Linked DNA regions of Mus musculus: region 1 is linked to region 2. Evidence: chromatin contacts called from public HiCAR-type data. All regions are on one chromosome and are shown on one strand. The core of a region is the stretch at or near the end of the contact, and the rest is flanking DNA. Distances in the headings are between cores, read along the strand shown. Region 1 overlaps Mxi1 (MAX interactor 1, dimerization protein). Region 2 has its middle 25 kb from the start of 1700001K23Rik.

Region 1 (3,639 bases), core at 1,028-3,527, 85 kb before region 2:
ACATCAAAATTTAAAGGGGGAAATAGGAAACGGTAAGATTAACGTCTCTCCTCTTTTTAAAATTATTCAGTTGTGTATTTACCATGCTTCTTTTGTGTACTCAAACTATTTCTTCAGGCATTTCTTTGGTTGGGGAAAGCAAAAAATAAATAATAGATTTAAAAAAGAAATTCAAAATTTTGAAGGGTTTAGAGTCCCTACTCCAGAGTGTCTCACTTGGCGACACTGGAGGAGTCACTCGCATACCAAGCAAGCAATCCGGGTGCAGGAACAGTCAGCCAGAGGAGGCGGTAGACCTTTAAAAGCAACTGAAACTTGGTTTTGGAAATTCAAGGATCTAGAATCTGTCTATGAAGAAGCAAGGATTTTCCAGGTAATAAAAGAGGAACAAAAGGATCTAAGCGTGGGCTGAGATTACATGCTGGAGACAAGGGAAATAAAGACCGCCAACCATGCACACGGCCTGGCTCAATCCCCAGGGCTGAGAACAACTAAACAACAAAAGCCCACACGAAACCCGCAAGATTAACAATGCCTTCACACAGGAGAAAACAGCTGAGACGCCATGCTATAAGGGAGCACCATGCCATGTTCAGTTTCGGGGTCTTAATAAATTACTTAAATGTATTAATGAACCAAGCCAAAAGTTCAATGCCCCAAATGGATGGGGAAGGCAAAGTTCCACTAGGAAAGTTTTTTTTTTTTCTTTTTTTTTTTTTCTCAGCCACTATAAACATTTCTTCAGGCGAGTGGCTATAAAGACACTCCAGGGTACGGTATAGACTGAGAGAACATACCCGGATGGCCACAGGCCAGGGACACCTGGTGAATCGTATGAAGGAAGTCACTGTATGAAGGATGACCAGTGAATTGTGCTCCTCACTAAGGTGTCCCTGTGGAAGCTAAATGTCATTTCCTACAGTTTTTGTACTTCAAGGTGAAACACACACAGCAAAGAGCTAGTGGCAGCTGCCAGCTGACCAAGCTCGGGCTGTGTGGTCCCAGCTCGTGCCACTCACTCTCTTCTAAGAGCGGTGGGTGCACCCTGACTGCACACGTACTGTGAGTCACCTCCTTTAGTTTTCTCTCCACAGAAAATCCCTAGAAGAGCTGAGTGGACGCTGCATTTCCTCTGCTGCAGCATCTCCTCTGCACCCTTAACCCCACGTCTGCTGGGGACCACACTGTAAGCTTAACTATGGTGACCGGGACTGGCTGCCTTCTGATATCATCTGGGCTTTTCTTGCCTCCATTCTAGTGACTGGTGGCTCAAAATCCTCCTGTTGGGGGTTGCCCAACCATGGGCCACAAGAGACACAAAAGGTCTAGTTTGATCTGAAATCCGAAATCCACTCACTGAGGGGAAAAAAATCAAGTCAGGTTTTGCAGCAGGTATAGCAGGCCTGCACGTCAGGTTTTAAAAATCACAGAATTAGACCTGATAGAGAATTTTTTTAAATGTTAATTTCCCAGTTAGCATTTACTTAACTTTTATTTAATGCATGGTTAGCTCCAAACTATAATGTTGACGTCTCTTCTAAGTTAGCATGAAAACAGTACAACAAGCTTAGGATAAAATCCAGCATCAAGAGGCTGGCGTTAAGAAAACCCAGTCTGCCTACTAAGATGGAGGGCTCAGGAATGGAGAGACACAAACATGCTCCTATTTTCAAAAACCCTTTGAAGTAGGTTTTAAAGTGAGATTTTTCAAATAGCAATTCTTAGCCAACAGCTCTTATTAGAAAGGTCCTATCAAAATTGCCCACATCTTCAAAATGGGCAAGCCCCTTGCCGGGAAAGAAGAGGTGGTACCCGCCTGCCTTTATTTTGGTTGGGTGGAATCATTTTTCCCTGAATGAACCTTCTGAACTCCAGGGATAAACAGATATCACAAAACACGGAAGGAAGAGACTTTCTACAAAATAAGGTTACTGCAGAGGGTAGCTGCATCAACTAAGAGCACATACAGTTGTGGGAAGAATTCCCTTTCAGAAAAAGAAAAGCATAAAAACAAAACCAAACTTTACACAAGAAGTGTTTTTCGATTCTGGAGTCCTCTCTGGAAACCAATTCCCCTGCCCAACAATGAGAAGTCTAGCCCTGCCTGGCCCCACAAACAGAACTGGCCGATGCCCTCTCAGTTCTGGTCCTTCATTCTTCCACTCCGGGACGCCAAGACTTTGCCAAGTAACTAAATCAGAATGGAAAATAAGCGAAGTGATAGGGACAAGCTTGTACTCTCCTCTGTTGAGTGTTACGCAACAGGCTGGGAGTTCTCCCACGAGCCACATTCTTCAAGCTATGCTGGCCAGCTGCCAGCCCTCCCTCCCTCCCTAACTCCGCACATGACAGCAGTTAGCTGCTATCCTACATATTCTATACACTGACGTTTCTCTGCAACATAATGTATGGAGAATCTCTAAAGATAGACAAAAAAAAATCTGTCTGCTTACTTTAAAAAATGCCATTAAAAATGGATCCAGATAAATCAAGCACACTGCTTTCTGCTCATGAATTTTATTTATGAAAACATATATGATCATATTCTGTTCACCTTATTCTGTTTATCAAACAAGGAAGCCAGACAAGCTGCTCCTATAAGCCAGTAACTGGTAACTGCTTCCACTACAGCTCACGGCTGTAACCTGGCAAGTGGAATTTTCCTACTGTGAGACTTGACTATGGTAGTCATGGGGCTCAATGACAACAGACATAAACACAGAAGAGCTGGGACCCTCTTCGTATTTGTCAAAAAGAAACTGCTTTTACTTCATATTCTTCTCAGCTGGTATTGTAAAATAATCACATAAAAATATCAACAAGTGTCATAATGAAGTTGTAAACACACGCGCACACACACCTGACATATTGTCAACGTTGACATGAAAGGGCTCATCTCTATATGCCGGAACTCGCAATGGAGCAGGCTAGCCTCAAATTTATGAACCTTCTGTTCTCACCCCATTGCACTAAGGCAGCAATAAGCCCACTGTGACATCTGTAAAGGCCACTCCAAATCTAACACTCGGAGGGGAGGATATGTGCACCCTAAGGAACTTGTCACGGGGCAAGCGGGTATCTGAAGACCTAAGGTTAAATATGGTGACTTTCGAAACTCGTATTTTTTCTTCAACAAAAAAATCTGTAAAGGGGCTGGAGAGGTGGCTCAGCGGTTAAGAGCACCGACTGCTCTTCCAGAGGTCCTGAGTTCAATTCCCAGCAACCACATTGTGGCTCACAACCATCTGTAATGGGATCTGATGCCCTCTTCTGGTTTGTTTCAAACAGCAGCAATGTATTCATAATAAATAAATAAATAAACTGTAAAAACATTATTTTATGTACAAATAAACAGACATAATACAAAATACACTTCTAAAGCAAAAGAAGTGGGCCTGGGGAGATAGCTTGGGGTAAGAGTGCAGAGGCTCCTGCAGAGGACCGGAGTTCAGTTTCTAGCACCGCCAGGTTGTGTTGTTCACCCCACCTGGAACACGAGCTCTGTCCTCTGAACTCCAGGATATCTGCATCCATGTGCACAGAGATCACACAGATACATACAATTAGAATAGTTTTAATAAGTGAAAAATAAGATAAGCCATCAAACATCACATTATTTCAAATACTTCAAGACCTCCA
Region 2 (3,118 bases), core at 498-2,997:
TGGGAAAACCTTATAAAATAAAAGAGAGTGAGAGACTCCTGCTGCCCAGCTTCTAGAACCCCATGACTGGACGAACAGGCGCTTGCACTCGTGAGGAGGTGAGCTGTGGTGATTTCAGTACTGAATGCTGAAGCCTAGGAGCACAGCTCAGTGGGGAGTGCAGGGTTTGGGTCCAGCAAGCAGCATTGCAAGAGAATAAAGACCGGGACTTCAGACTTCCAGTGGCTTAACGATGTACCAGTGCTGAGTTGGCAGTTATAGGGGACGCTTCTAAGGACTCCAGATCTACAAACCCAGTCCAAAGACCATTCAGCAACATCTATGACAGAATGTCATGTCCAGAACAGAGCCAGCCAGCAAGCTGGAGGAGGTTAGGAGGCAAGGAGGGCTTCTCACATCCCTCAATTACATCAGCAAGTCAGGCGCTGATTAATCACAAGAAAGACAGGGCTTCTGACTGTGTGTGTGGGGGGGTACGAGCACATGCCAGTATCTGCGTATAGATGTGTGTATGTGGGTGTGGAGGTCAGAGGACAACCTTGAGATCCCCCTATCTAGACTTCACTGGGAATACAAATATGAACCCAAACATCCAGCTTTTGATGAGGGGTTCTGGGGATCCAAACTTAGGTCATCTTACTTGCTATCTCTCTAGGACCTGTTTTTTTTTTTTTTTTTAAACAAAATAATATGAGTTCCTGTGCTTAATTTTGTGTGTGTGTATGTGTGTGTGTGTGTGTGTGTGTGTGTGTGTGTGTGTGTGTGTGTAAGGGAGGCTGGTATATCTCTCCCTCTTAAGCTCCCTTCTTTATCCAGTGCCTTAAACTATACATTCAGAAATGCAACCCATCTCTCCTTAAACTTTTCTTTAGCCTGGAATGCACAGTGTGCAGATTCCTAGGTCCCAACCTCTTGCTCCTGTTTCTGATGAGGGACTATTTGTCAACAAGGCTGCCAGGTAATACCGATGTCTGTGGTCCTACACGCCAAGAAACACTAAGCAAAATGGCTTCCCTTTATTTTGAAGTTTAAATCTTCGCCTGGCTCTTCTCTGCCTATGTGCCTCTTGAAGCTATGTGGGTTGTTCTGGTGTTTTAAAAGGGCGATGGAAGGCATGAGGGCGTGCATTAGGCCTTGGGCCACTGGAGAAACATCAACAGAGTTCTTTCCCTAGGACTTTGCACCGGCTTTATGATGCCATCTTAGCCAAGGTGAGGCCTTGGCCTAGGGATATGTGACACCTTGTTGTGTAGGGACTGACTCAGGCCAACAACACAAGGGAGGGCAGGGAGGCGAGTGTGAGGCCTTTCTGATGCTCCATCTCTCTCAAAGTGCTCGTGGTGAGAGAGTGGACAGGCTTGAGTCCACGACCAATAAAACAATGAGAAATGCGTCAAGGCAGCCATGTAAATATTGTGGGAGTGAAGGCAGATGAGGAGTGACTAAGGACTGTTGGAGGAGCAGGGGAAGGAGGAGGAGGGGGAGGACGGGGAGGAGGAGAAGGGCCGAGTTTGGGAATAAGTAGGTGATGACCTACCAGGCAGTGTGCAGGCAATAATTACATCTTCCCAAAACCCTGCGAGAGGTATTATTTTCTGCAGATGAATGCACCGCCAGAAGCTTCAGCTGTGGAGCGCAGCATCACGTAATGGTGACTTCATGTGGGTCTGGCTAACTCCGAACCATGGGGCAGGGTTTCCCCTCCTTCACTCGGGAGGGGAAGACTCTCCCAGGTGCCCTCTGGGTGACTCACTTCCCTTCAGGTTCCTTGTCTGTGGAAGCAGGGCTGGGCTCCCAACTTGACACCCGGAGGCTCCATAGGGCTTAAAGATTCTTAAATACCCAGAAATCACTGGTGAGTCACTGTGCCTTACTCTCTAAGAAGGAGAGGGGCCTTCCAAAGAATAGCCATTTGTAGACAAGATCTAAGCCTTTGTGCAAGCTGGAGCAAACCCAATGCTTAAAACAGCCTGAGATTCCCCCCTCCCCCTGGTTTTGTTTTGGGGCTCCTTATCTCTTGTGTCTGTTAGGAAGCTTACAGTTGCTAAGTGCACCGTGGAATTAAAAAAAAAAAAAAGTATTCTTTATTGGCTGCCTAAAACAATGCTCTGGGGGCTGAGGGGACTTAGATGACCCGGGTTCAACTCCCAGCACCCATAAATAAAGTGTACTAAAGATGCTTTTGGTCACTGATGGCCCTGCTGCTGTACAAAGAACAATCCAGAAAGAAGGCAAAAGGGGGGGGGGGGGGACACACGACTCTCTTGAGGAGCCTGGGAGGACCACATAACAGAAAACCGACTCTGGCCTACTTCCTATCCTTGACATAAGTCTATCAGGAAGAGAAAGGATTCCCTTTCAGGCTCTGGGACACTAGAAAACTTCTTCTATTGCAAGGGCACACCCACTTTTGTCCTCAAGACAGCCCCATGGGCCTTCAAAGTGTCTACGTCAAGCACAGAAAATAGGACACGGGTATTGCCCTTCCCCTCCCTGGGGCAACAGTTAAGAGTCCAGGATCGCAAAGGTGCCACGGGCGTCGCTAAGAGCCTCACGACCACCACTTCAATGTCGTCGTATAATCAACTGCTCAGGGTTGAGGACGTTGGTGGCAGTTCCCCAACCCTTGGAACAGAACAATTACCCCCTCTGTGACTGCTCCCGTCTTCTCAGCCAGCCTGTAGGCTCTATGGGGCCCTTCTGGAATGTTCTGACTCCCAGAACTTAGACTAAATATTTCACAGCTGTGGAAACAGGCTTCTGGCCTGTGGCTAGTGTCCCCACTGGGAACAAAGTAAAAGACAAAAATTAAAAGAAAAAAGGGCTAGGCCCATTGCACTCGGGCCCATGTAGATAAACTTAGTCTTGGATTGTCACAATAGCTGCACCACAGAAATCCTGAGAAATGGATACTAAAGTTTCTTCTCTTTTCACAGATAACAAACAGAGGCTTGGAGAGACTCCTCTGGGAGAAGCTGGAAGAACAGCCTCCTCCAGGGCTCTGAGCTCTCAGTTGACACAGGGAGGGAGGATACCTCAAGCCGTCACCCGTGGCTCCACCACTGCGTTGGCTTAGGGGTGGGAGTCGGGGTGGGTCCTTTTCTTCTGCAGCAAACAG

What was found. HiCAR-type assays count read pairs that join an accessible place to other places.
Region 1: a contact with region 2 is called in a HiCAR-type map of fibro-adipogenic progenitors, with 4 times the contacts expected there. The contact joins two enhancer-like sites. A contact is called at or near these places in 7 of 39 promoter capture datasets (the C10 cell line, cranial neural crest, embryonic stem cells and 4 more), 1 of 15 datasets of contacts at CTCF or cohesin (CD8 T cells), 5 of 484 Hi-C or Micro-C datasets (Sertoli cells, bone marrow-derived macrophages, embryonic fibroblasts and 2 more), 8 of 115 datasets of contacts at active chromatin or transcription factors (bone marrow-derived macrophages, embryonic basal ganglia, embryonic forebrain and 3 more) and 3 of 9 other capture datasets (adipose tissue, liver and pancreatic islet).

What each region holds. Positions count from the first base shown.
Region 1 is chr19:53,363,754-53,367,392 of GRCm38.p6, reverse strand. All of the region lies in intron 3 of Mxi1 (MAX interactor 1, dimerization protein), which reads right to left. Among named protein-coding and RNA genes, the nearest start is that of Smndc1, 25 kb to the left of the region's middle. Within about 2 kb of position 2,277, at least 102 of the 459 cell types and tissues checked have an H3K27ac peak or open chromatin away from gene starts, as enhancers often do. A contact at or near this core is called in Sertoli cells, adipose tissue and fibro-adipogenic progenitors, where this site is marked.
Region 2 is chr19:53,278,545-53,281,662 of GRCm38.p6, reverse strand. No RefSeq gene overlaps it. Among named protein-coding and RNA genes, the nearest start is that of 1700001K23Rik, 25 kb to the right of the region's middle. Within about 2 kb of position 1,747, at least 32 of the 459 cell types and tissues checked have an H3K27ac peak or open chromatin away from gene starts, as enhancers often do. A contact at or near this core is called in Sertoli cells, adipose tissue and fibro-adipogenic progenitors, where this site is marked.